Linked DNA regions of Mus musculus: regions 1, 2 and 3 are each linked to region 4. Evidence: chromatin contacts called from public Hi-C, HiChIP or PLAC-seq and promoter capture Hi-C data. All regions are on one chromosome and are shown on one strand. Each heading gives the region's core, a stretch centred on a gene start, on an enhancer-like site or on the middle of the called end of the contact. The rest is flanking DNA. Distances are from core to core; before and after follow the strand shown.

What was found. Promoter capture Hi-C pulls out the DNA fragments that hold promoters and counts their contacts. Hi-C and Micro-C count contacts between places; a contact is called where the count stands out from the background. HiChIP or PLAC-seq counts read pairs in DNA pulled down with a chosen protein or histone mark.
Region 1: an H3K4me3 HiChIP or PLAC-seq map of bone marrow-derived macrophages shows a contact between it and region 4, with 2.6 times the contacts expected there. The contact joins the enhancer-like site here to the promoter of 9430091E24Rik in region 4. A contact is called at or near these places in 3 of 484 Hi-C or Micro-C datasets (the HL-1 cell line, bone marrow-derived macrophages and nephron progenitors), 4 of 115 datasets of contacts at active chromatin or transcription factors (bone marrow-derived macrophages, embryonic stem cells and memory CD8 T cells) and 2 of 9 other capture datasets (adipose tissue and pancreatic islet).
Region 2: a contact with region 4 is called in a Hi-C map of uterus. The contact joins the promoter of Ddx19a here to the promoter of 9430091E24Rik in region 4. A contact is called at or near these places in 7 of 39 promoter capture datasets (the C10 cell line, cranial neural crest, embryonic stem cells and 4 more), 2 of 484 Hi-C or Micro-C datasets (Sertoli cells and uterus), 2 of 115 datasets of contacts at active chromatin or transcription factors (bone marrow-derived macrophages and pancreatic cancer cells) and 2 of 9 other capture datasets (adipose tissue and embryonic stem cells).
Region 3: a promoter capture Hi-C map of stem cell-derived epiblast-like cells shows a contact between it and region 4, with 4 times the contacts expected there. The contact joins the promoter of Fa2h here to the promoter of 9430091E24Rik in region 4. A contact is called at or near these places in 4 of 39 promoter capture datasets (hippocampal neurons, liver and stem cell-derived epiblast-like cells) and 2 of 9 other capture datasets (adipose tissue and pancreatic islet).

The regions. Positions count from the first base shown.
Region 1 is chr8:111,323,951-111,326,692 of GRCm38.p6, forward strand. All of the region lies in intron 4 of Mlkl (mixed lineage kinase domain-like), which reads right to left. Among named protein-coding and RNA genes, the nearest start is that of Mlkl, 13 kb to the right of the region's middle. Within about 2 kb of position 1,446, at least 7 of the 459 cell types and tissues checked have an H3K27ac peak or open chromatin away from gene starts, as enhancers often do. A contact at or near this core is called in bone marrow-derived macrophages, where this site is marked.
Region 2 is chr8:110,996,493-110,999,192 of GRCm38.p6, forward strand. It overlaps Ddx19a (DEAD box helicase 19a), which reads right to left and starts at 1,331. Exons shown (of 12, transcript NM_007916.2): 1 at 1,175-1,331. The coding sequence starts at 1,231.
Region 3 is chr8:111,392,313-111,395,102 of GRCm38.p6, forward strand. It overlaps Fa2h (fatty acid 2-hydroxylase), which reads right to left and starts at 1,509. Exons shown (of 7, transcript NM_178086.3): 1 at 1,171-1,509. The coding sequence starts at 1,440.
Region 4 is chr8:111,144,100-111,146,902 of GRCm38.p6, forward strand. It overlaps 9430091E24Rik (RIKEN cDNA 9430091E24 gene), which reads right to left and starts at 1,399. Exons shown (of 3, transcript NR_040364.1): 1 at 1,305-1,399.

The DNA of each region.
Region 1 (2,742 bases), core at 196-2,695, 180 kb after region 4:
AGAATCTCTGTGAGTTCCAGGCAGGCCAGGACTATATAATGAGACGCCGTCTCAAACAAACAATAACAACAACAGATATCACCACCCCCTAAAATCTCAATCAGTTCCCTGATGCAAAGACCGATAAATTGATCCACAGGACAGATCAGAGACACAGGAACTAGACTGATGTTTATACAGAAACTTATATAGTGTGTGATGCTGCTTCCCAGTGGAGGAAAGAATGGGCTATTTAATAAATAATAGAGAGAAGACTGACTTACTCTGTGGAAAAAAATAAAACTAGACCCTGCATAATATCACATACAAAGACCGAGCCCAAGAGAATTAAAGCCTGAACTTAAAAATTAAAACTGGGCCTGGAGAGATGGCTCAGCGGTTAAGAACACTGACTGCTCTTCCGAAGGTCCTGAGTTCAAATCCCAGCAACCACATGGTGGCTCACAACCATCCGTAACAAGATCTGACTCCCTCTTCTGGAGTGTCAGAAGACAGCTACAGTGTACTTACATATAATAAATAAATAAATCTTTAAAAAAATAAAACTGGGGGGCTGGAAAGATGGTTCAAAGATCAAGAGCACCGACTGCTCTTCCAGAGACCCTGAGTTCAAATCCCAGCAACCACATGGTGGCTCACAACCATTCATAACTCTAGTTCCAGGGGATTCAATTCCCTCTTCTGGCCTTTGCAATCACCAGGCATGCAAGTGGTGCAGACATACATGCAGGAAAATCAGCCATGTGTATAAATAATAAAAATTATTAAAATTTAAATGTATTAAAGTTTAAAATAACAACAATAATAAACAATAATATGTTATTATCTAATCCTTTTAATCGTAGTACTGTTTAGGCCAAGGCAAGTGGAGGTCAATGAGAGTGAGGCCAGAGTTCCAGGTCTGCCAGAGCTACATAGTGAGATCCTATCTAATAGAGAGAAAGAAAGAAAGAAAGAAAGAAAGAAAGAAAGAAAGAAAGAAAGAGAAAAAGAGAGAAAGAAAGAAAAGAAAGAAAAGAAAGGAAGAAAGAAAGAGAGAAAGAAAGAAAGTAAGAAAGAAAGAGGGAAAAAGAAAGAAAGAAAGAAAGAAAGGAAGAAAGAAAGAAAGAAAGAGAAAGAAAGAGAGAGAGAAAGAAAGAAAGAAAGAAAAGTTAATCTAGGCATAGGGAGTGTATATTTTGAGAGCACAAATAATGAGGTGAAGTTTGGGTGTACCTAAATTAAAATTAAAGATGCATGTTTGATGATGGACATCAAAGCCAATGCTGATCATGTGATAATGGAAGATTTTTGCAATATCTATAGTTGACAAATAATTGATGTCCATATACAAGGTTCTTCTGCAAATGGGGAAAAAACAGAAACTGCAAATGTGACAGAAGAGCAGGCAGAAGATAGGAAGAGGTCGGTCACAGAAAAGGGAAGCCAAATAGCTATCGTGAGCAGTGCAACTTTAACCATGGGTGTGTGCTCACCTCTGTGGGAGAAGCAGGAAGACAAGAAAGTTAACATGTTCTTTATCTCGTGTAGATCCTAACTTCTAATGTTTGTGTCTGGCAAAGAAGGGGTTGCGAGAATGGATGTAGACTGTGAAACCAGAGAGGAGATCACAAGAAGAGTTGAGAGAAGGAGGAGGGGCAAAAGGTCACATGTCACACAAAAATGGAAAGGGAAGCTACTGAGGGGAGGGAGGGTTCAGGAGAGGGGGTGAAGATAGGAAAAAACAAATTGTATTTGATGGCATAATGAACCGATGGAGAGATCAGTTGCAAGTACAGGCATACGACCCTTGCCAGGTGGGTTGAATAGTATGGCCCCCATAGATGCATGTGTTTGAATGCTTGTCCCATGAGGAGTGCCATTATGAGGAGGTGTGGTCTTGGAGTAGGTGTGGCCTTGTTGGAGGAAGTGTTTCCCTGTGTGAGTGGGCTTGGATGGATCTTCCTATGCACACTGTGGAAGAGAGCCTCCTCCTAGCTGCCTGCAGAAGACAGTCTCCTTCTGGCTGCCTTCAGATCAGGATCTAGAACTCTCAGCTCCTCCAGCACCATGTCTACCTGCCTGCTGACATGTTTCCCACCATGATGATAAATGATAATGGACTGAATTTTTGAAACTGTAAGCCAACCCCAATGAAATGTTTGTCTTGATAAGAGTTGCCTTGGTCATGGTATTTCTTCACAGCCATGAAAACCCTAAGGCAGGACCCGAGTTTGATTCCCAGCACCCACCCAGTGGGTGGCTCACAACCACCAGTGACTACAGCATCAGAGGGATCTGATGCCTCTGGGCCTCATGGGCACCTTCACTCACACACACTCACTCACACATGTACATGTAATTTTTAAACATGTCACAATGAAACCCAATTCTTTGTAAGCAAATAAAAATTTAAAAGCCAAGCACATAAGATTAAATGTTCAAGCTGGGAGGTGACGGCTCTTATCTTTAATCCCAGCATTTGGGAGGTAGAGGCAAGTGGATCTCTTGTGAGTTCGAGACCCAGCCTGGTCTCCAGAGGAGCAAGTTCTAGGACATCCAAAGCTACACAAAGAAAACCTGTTTTGAAAAACAAAAAAGAAAAAAAAAAAAGAAGGAAAATGATCAAATTTATTAGTAAATGAAATGCCTTCAGATCTGATAGCACTTTATAAGGATAAAACAAATTTAGAAACACCAAGGATCAGTGAGTATATGAAATATAAGTGTTCTCAGGCACTGCAGGGGGTATAGTTCTTAGGC
Region 2 (2,700 bases), core at 81-2,580, 150 kb before region 4:
CTTGACTCTAGCTGCATATGTATCAAAAGATGGCCTAGTCGGCCATCACTGGAAAGAGAGGCCCATTGGACACGCAGACTTTGTGTGCCCCGGTACAGGGGAACGCCAGGGCCAAAGGGGGGGAGTGGGTGGGTAGGGGAGTGGGGGTGGGTGGGTAAGGGGGACTTTTGGTATAGCATTGGAAATGTAAATGAGCTAAATACCTAATAAAAAATGGAAAAAAAAAAAAAAAAAAAAAAAAAAAGAAAATCAACTGCTCATTCTTCAGCTGAATTGGTTTAAGAGTTAAGAGAGCTCGCTGCTGTTGCGGAAGGGCCAGGGTTTGGTTCTTAGCGCCACATGGTGGCTCACAACAGTTTGTAAATCCCAGTTCCAAGGGGATCTAAAACCCTCTTCTAACATATGTAGGCTCAAGTGTGGTGCATAGATACGAACAGGCAAAACACCCATACACACACATAGAAAACATAAGATATTAAAAGAAAGTATTTGAGGCGACCCCGAGGTAAATAGTGAAGCCAGTTGGGCTGTGTCAAAAACACAGGCAGCAAAGCTGTAACTCATACACTTAAGAGGAGGCGGAGGGATAGGGATGCAAGAGCTCTCAAGGCCAGTCTCAGCTAATTAGCAAGTCAGAGGCCAACCTGGGCTACACCGTCTCGAACCCACCAACGCACCCCTCCAAAAACACAAAAACAATCTAACAAAAACTATACGACACTTAAAATAGCAACTAGACAGTTTGCATTTGTTGCTAAGTGAAGCATTAACACAAACAAAACCCGTTATTCTGGCGAGCTACAAACTGCCGCTTGGCGGTTAAGCATGAATGTGGGGCTGTTAGGGGAAAGGCAGCATAAACTCACTCAAAAACTACCCCTCAACAACGAAAAAAAGAGAGAATTTTATGTTGCCATTTCTTGTAAGAGGTCAAGAGAAGGGCCAGTTTGGGGCCTCACACACTTAATAAAGACAATGTCACCATGGGAGCAACTTTTCAGTCCAAACTCGGATAAGAAGCTCGCTGCGGGTTTTCTTCGCTGTCGGAGCAAATCCGCCGCGCTAAGTGATCGCCCACAGCAAACTCCAGCGAGCGCGGGCTGGCCCGGCTCTGAGGTCCCCGTGCTGGAAACCATGTCCGCCTCAGTCCCCTAATCCCCACCAGGCCACTGACCGACTTGACAGCGGCTTCCTGCTCGTCCACCGCCAGCGCCCATGAGTCGGTGGCCATGGTCCCGACGCGAGCCGACCTGCAGAGATGCTCCGCGCCCCGCCAACACCAGCGCCGAACGCAAGCCCGCGCCAAGTGCCACTCACACGGAGCGGAAAAAGACCCGCGCGGAGTTGACGTCAGTTCCTGCCCCGCGCGTCCGTCTTCCACCCACGCTCCGCCCCCAGGAAGATAAGCATGCGGAGCTTAGCACTTTAAGGTCCTGAGTCGCTTATTTCTTAATTTGAGGCCAGCCTGATCTACTGAGAGAGTTCCAGGACGGCCAGGGCCACACAGAGAAACCCTGTCTCGAAATGCTAAAAAGAGGAGGAAAAAAAAAAAAAATTCCATCTCGCTAGGTGCGATCTAATTGAGTTAACGTCCTAGAGCTCTGCAGAGTTACTTAGTACTCGCCCAATCGCTTCATTTCATAACCAAAATACTTACCCATTTTTTGGTTTTGAAACTAGGTATCTTGTTTTAAAACAAGGCTACCTTGAACTCGGTTTCCTCCTTAATAATCTCCAACACCTAGATTACAAGGGATCGAACGCTCTCTCTCGAGATGGCTCAGCGGTTAAGAGCACTGACTGTTCTTCCGAAGGTCCTGAGTTCAAATCCCAGCAACCACAAGGTGGCTTACAACCAACCGTAATGACATCTGACACCCTCTACTGGTGTGTCTGAAGACAGCTACAGTGTAGTTACATATAAATAATAAATATTTTTTAAAAAAATAGAACGCTCTCTAGTGGCCTTTGCAGTCGCAGACACACATGCATATACATACAACTAAGAATGAAATGATCTGAGCATAGGTGGCACAGGCCTTTAATCTCAGAATTTGGGAGGCAGAGGCCACTAGAGCAAATTCCAGAACAACTAGGGCTACACAGAGGAAACCCTGTCTCAAAAAACAATTAAAAACAAACAAAACAGAGTTACATCCTATGTGTGTGGATATGTATTTAGTTTTGTTTTTTTTTTTTTGTTTTTTTTTTTGAGTCAAGAATTTCATGTATCCCGTGGCTTTTTTTTTTTTTTTTCTGCCTCCCAAATACTGGGATAAGAGAAGTACTTTCCCTCTGTTGGGATACATTTTAAGTCATGATAGTTGTGTAAAGCTGTTTGAATGACTTAGGCACTTCACAAAAAGGATGCTCTTAAAATAGTGCAAAATTTTAATGGAATGGTAGTGAACACTTTTAACTCCAGTACTTGGGAGGTGTAGGAGGAAGATTGAGAGTGCAAGGCCAGTCTCTGCTACAGGAGACCTAGTCTCAAAATGCATATATTTTGAGTCTAACTGCCCATTGTCCTCTTGAAATTGCACTACCAAGCATACCTATTCTAGTACCAAGAACATGGCTATTTCTTCATGTATCTGCTGGGACATACTTCTTAGAGAAGACATAGTGTCTGACAACAATTAAGAAGTTCAAGTTTTGACTTGTCTTAGGTTTGCAAGATATTTAGGTTTGGTTTGGTTT
Region 3 (2,790 bases), core at 259-2,758, 250 kb after region 4:
AAATGGTAACCATTTCTGTTCAATGGCTGTTGGTGCCCAGCACAGTGTCGTCAATCCGTTTAAGAACCAAGTAAGTGACTAAGAGATAAGAATTAGGCAAGATGGATAAGAGGTGTCTCTTGGAACAGTGGACAGCATGTCCTTTCATCTAAAGATCTAAAAGCACTTGAAAGATCGCGAGCAACAAGGACCAACCGTTGCTTTAACCTAATCACGATGGCCTTGCTGTCACCAGTCCTGCTATCAGGCTTGAGAATAAGGAGTTAGCTTGGCTCCACCTGAGTCTACCAAGAGCTCTGTCTCCCAACCCTCCAGATGGAGACGACTTTGATTCTTGAATAAGAAACACTTGATTTTTGTACTACCTAGTTGTTTGACCTCAGACATTTATAGAACTTCACTGAACCCTTGTTTCCACATCCTGAAATGAGAATAACACCCAGGATGGGTTGAAGGTAAAAATCCAAGATGAGTCTGTACCACACAGCAGTACCGAGAGTTTAGCATAGTCTGGGTTAGAAATATCGACTTCTCCTTAGCAAGCTGGTTCGTGTATTTTATTTCACTCTTTCAAACCCACAACACTGTTTAGGACGGAAATAAAACCGGGGGCTGGAGGATAGAATCAATAAAACGCTGTTCGGGCCCCTCACTCACTCACCCACAGGAGCCCCTGAAGGGGGCAGAGCAGAGTTTTGGATTTGTGTCTCCTTGAACCAAGAGAGTGGTGGGATGGAGAAACTGAGGCCAGGTGAGCCTAGGGACCCACTACTGAAACAAGAAAGGAAACCAGAAAGGCTGATAAAGGAAAAGGAAGAGAAGAGAGAAAGGGGGTGGGGTGGGAGGTAGTGGCTGGAGGCAGAAACAGGAGTCGAAGTTGTCAGGCGGTAGGGGGGCTGCAGAAGGGACATGTTGGAAGGAGGATGCAGCCGGGTCAGGGGGGTAGCGGGAACACCAAGCTCCTGGTGATAGGAACGGGAAATAGGGGGATGGGAGAGGGGGTGTCAGTGACCGGTTACCTGGAGAGAAACTGGGAAAACGGAGGGAAGTGAGGGTGGAGGCTGTCACCTTGCGTTCTCCTAGAGGGCAGGTGATCTGAGCTCTCTAAAGTGGCGGACTGGGGGAGGGGTGTGAGGCAGGGAGCGGGGAGTGCCCCGGGCCGCCTGGTACCTGCGGGTCCGCTCGCAGTTCGCCCACATAGTACTGCTCCAGCCAGCGGCGGGCGTTGTCGGAGTGTCTGTGAGGTGGCCCATCCAGGTCGGCACTGATGTCCTGGCCAGCCCGCGCCAGCAGCAGCTGCTCGCCCCCCGGATGATGCCGCACGAAGCTGGTGAGGTCGTAGAGGCTGGCCCCGCGGCGGACCCAGCAGGCACCGGCCGCCAGGCGCCGCTGGACCTCGGCGGGCGTGAAAGAGGCGGCGGGGGGCGGAGCGGGGGCCATGGCGGGAGAGCGGAGCTCGGATCTCGGAGCCCGGCAGTCTGCTCCGCGGCTGCCCAGCGCGCCTCTAACATCTCGGGAGCCGGGGCAGCCGCAACGGGCCGGCCGCCACCGCACCTGCTCATTTGCATGCCCTGCTCCCATTGGCCACTCGGTGGGACGCGGCTGCTGCCCGGAGCCGCCTCCCCATTGGCCCGCAGGGACCCGAGCCCCGAGAGCAAGACGCTGAGCGCGGCCCGCCAGGTAGCCCTGGGCAGGTAGAGGGCGTGCCCACCAGGTGTGCCCGGCTGCTGGTGGATGCCAGCGCATTGAAGGTGACTGTCAGGACCACCTCCTCGGCGGGCACGCAACTTCTACATCTTCAAGGAACCGCATCTTCAAGGGGGAAACTTACTGTATTCAATTCGGCAGTTTCAAGAGGTGCCAAGGACAAGAGTCACTAGGGCGGAGGTCTGGTCTAGTCCCAGGGGTTGGGGGGTATGAAATATATAAACTCAGCCACAATATATTTAATATTTGGAAATTAATTATATTTAATATTTAATCACATATAATTATATATAATTATTATATAGTATCTATTATATATTTAAATAATTAAATATTATATATTATATAATTAAATATTATATATAGTTATATTTAATGTTTAAAAACTTACGTCGTCCCACCGTGTGAATGCGCATCTAAATGCTGAATATTTATTTCTGAAACGTATATTGTACACATTTTATTACAATTTTAAATAAAAATGAAACAAAAAAATCCCAAAACATATTTCACTGGGTGCATTGGGTGAGTGAACAGACGACTTTAAAAAAGGATTTATTTTACTTTGTGTATGAGTGTGTGTATGCATATGCGCATGCCATCCCTCTGGCGGTCAGAAGAGAGTGTCAATCCTCTGGAACTGGAGATTTGTGGGAAGTTTGTGAGGAGTTGTGTATATGCTGGCAGCCCTGGTCCTCTGAAAGAGCAGCCAGTGCTCTTAACCACCGGGCCAGCCTTCCAGATGTTTTTATAAATTATATTGTATGGAAATAAAAGCCATTATTAGTAAGACAGCTTTGGGAAGCCGCATAGCTGGATTGTGTTTTTATTTAAGCATTTTCTATTGGGTTCATTGTGGACCTTTTGCATTAGTTCTGAGTTGTGGAAGACTAGTGAAGTGTTTATCCTGGGAATTTCTATTTACTTTATTGACTTATGAATTTACTGTATATCTGTCCACCTATCAGCAAATCTGTCACCTCACAATCTTGTAATAAAGACATGGCTGATTCAGTGCCCTCACCCCCAGCCTCCTCCTCTTTTCTCTTGTTAGGGAAGGGCAGTGGCTTTGGAGCCCTTCAG
Region 4 (2,803 bases), core at 149-2,648:
CCCCACACAACAGAACCCCACAGGACACTTGCTTACCAACCGAAGGCCTGTGTGGTGACTCTCTGCCTTCCAGGTAAACCAGGGTTACTAGTGAGACTCTATGTTAAAATGGATGGATGGATGAACGAATGGGGAAGGAAGGACAGAACCTGCTGGACATTGTGACCCAACTGGTCCAGACTGCAGATTTTCCTTTTATTTATTTACTGTATATGAGTACACTGTTTTCATGCACACCGTTAAGAGGGTATCCCATTACAGATGGCTGTGAGCCACCATGTGGTTGCTGGGAATTGAACTCAGAACCTCTGGAAGTGCTCTTAATCACTGAGTCATCTCTCCAGCCCGACTGCAGATTTTTATTTTTTCAACAGGTGCATTAGGAGGTATCAAGAGAGTTTCAGAGCCGGGCGTGGTGGCGCACGCCTTTAATCCTAGCACTTGGGAGACAGAGGCAGGCGGATTTTTGAGTTCAAGGCCAGCCTGGTCTACAAAGTGAGTTCCAGGACAGCCAGGGCTGTACAGAGAAACCCTGTCTCAAAAAACCAAAAAAAAAGAAAAAAAAAGAAAAAAAAAAGAGAGCTTCAGAGAGTTGGGCCCACAAAAATGGCTAGCGGGTAAAAGTCAAAAAACCTGGGTACTTGACTGATCGGCTAGGAACGATCCCTGGATTCATCTGGAGGAGAGAAACGCATCCCCAATTTCTCTACTGACCTCTACCTTACACACAAACAAAGCCAGTAAATATTAAAAATATGAAGTTAGTTTTTTAAAGTGATGCAAATCCCTGTGGCTTTCAAAGTTGACCTCTGGCCTTGCTCCCTGCCAGCGGCCCTCGCCCACCCACGGACATCATGCAAAGTAGGCTTGGAGACCGTGGATCACACACAACTGTCACCCACCGGAAACCCCACGGCCCTGACTAGGTCTCTGACAGGAGTCGGTGAAGCACAGCCGAGCCGCACATTACAAGGTGGGAAACTATTCCACCTGCAGAGACGCGGGGCCACCTCTGGCCGTGACAGCAGTGCGCGCGCGCCCGCCCGAGCCGCAGCCCGCCCCGAGGCCCGGTCGGCCGCCCTGGGAGAGCCGGCGCGCAGTCCCGGGGCGGCCGGCGCGGCTCCCCGAGGCCCGCACAGCTCCACTGGCTCAATCCCGGCGCCCGACCGGTGGCACCGCCTCAGAGACCCGGAGGGACGGCCGGGAGCCGGAGCCCAAAGCTCGGACGCCAGGGGCGTGCGGGGCGCAAGAGTTCGCGGGACCAGAAGGCCGCCCGGACCCGCGGGTCCCAGCCGGCTTCCTACCTCAGGGGCCCGCATCTCGCGGGCAGCGCGCTCAGCAACGCCCGGCGGAAGTGAAGGGCAGCCCAGCCGCTGAAGAGGGTCTGCGCCGGCCGGAAAGGGGGCCAGGGCATGGGGACGGGGCGGGACGCGGAGCGCAGAGTTCCGGGACCGCGGGGGCCTGCGACCTTCCGCGCTTTACGGCCCGCGGCAAGGGTAAGGCGGGCGCGCGCGCCGACGCGCCGTGACGTCACCGCGGCGGGCCGGCCCGCACGTGCGCTTGTTTGGGTCTCGCCAGGCCCCGCCCCTCCCGCTCCGCCTCCGCCTGGATGACGGCGAGTGTGCAGGGAGCGGCCACCGCCCTCCGTCCCCGCTCCGGGTCTCCCGCCGGCCTCCGTGTGTCGGCAGTTCGGGTGATCGTCTGCCGCCAGGCCTGAGCTCCGATCCTGCGCGAGGGGTCCGCAGCCCAGAACCCGTGGCCGCCTCCGCCTCCGCCTCTGCCTGGATGGCGACGAGAGTGAGGAGAGCCGCCACCGGCCTCAGGCCGGCCTCCGTGTGTGCCTAGAGCCCGGGCATCGGATCCGGGCCAGAGCCTCGACCCAGTGTGGGCAGTTAGGGTGACCGTCTGCCGCCAGGCAAAATGGAATACTTTTATGTGTAGCTGTCTGGTCAGCTTGTGTCAGCAAGTCTGTGTCTAACATACATGCAGTGCCCGAGAAGGCCAAGAATGTCACATCCCCTAGAACCAGAGTTAGACATGATTGTTAGAAGCCATGTGGGTGCTAGGAATCACATGTGTGTCTTTGGGAAGAATAGTCAATAAGTCCTCTTAATCACTGATCCATTTTCCAGCCCCAAAAATAATGTTTTAAGTAAAAGAAATATAGTAGTCCCAACCCCTCCGGGGCTGAGATAGGCGGCTGGCTTGAGCCCATTTGTTTAACCTGGACAACATAAAAATAAACATAAAAGGACACACACAGATATTTCCAGGCTTTGTAAAATGTTCTAAAACTACATTATTGTGATGGTTGTTTAATTCATAAGTTTACAAATTATGGGCTTAAAATGACTGGAGTCCTGGGGTTGGTTCCCAGCACTGCCCACACCCAGCGTGATGTCACTCACAGAGGTGCAGGCAGCAGGATCTCAGACTGTGGGCATTTCCTTTGGCAAATCTCTGTCTCCAAAAATATTTACAATTCATAACAATTATGAACTAACATTGAAAATTAATTTTTGGTTGGGGGTCACTACAAGTTGAGGAACTGTAGTAAAGGGTCACAGCGTTAGGAAGGTTGAGACCCGCGCTCTACATTATCCTTGGCTATGTAGGGAGTTAGGGGTTAGCCTGAGCTAAGTGAGACCCTTTTTGGTTTGTTTTCTTTTTTTGAGACAGTTTCTCTGTGTGGCCCTATTACTCCCTCTGTATTCCATGTTGGCCTTGAGCTCAGAGAGCTGTCTGTTTCTGGCCCCTGAGTGCTAGCATTAAAGGCATGTGTCACCACCTCAGGGTAGACCCT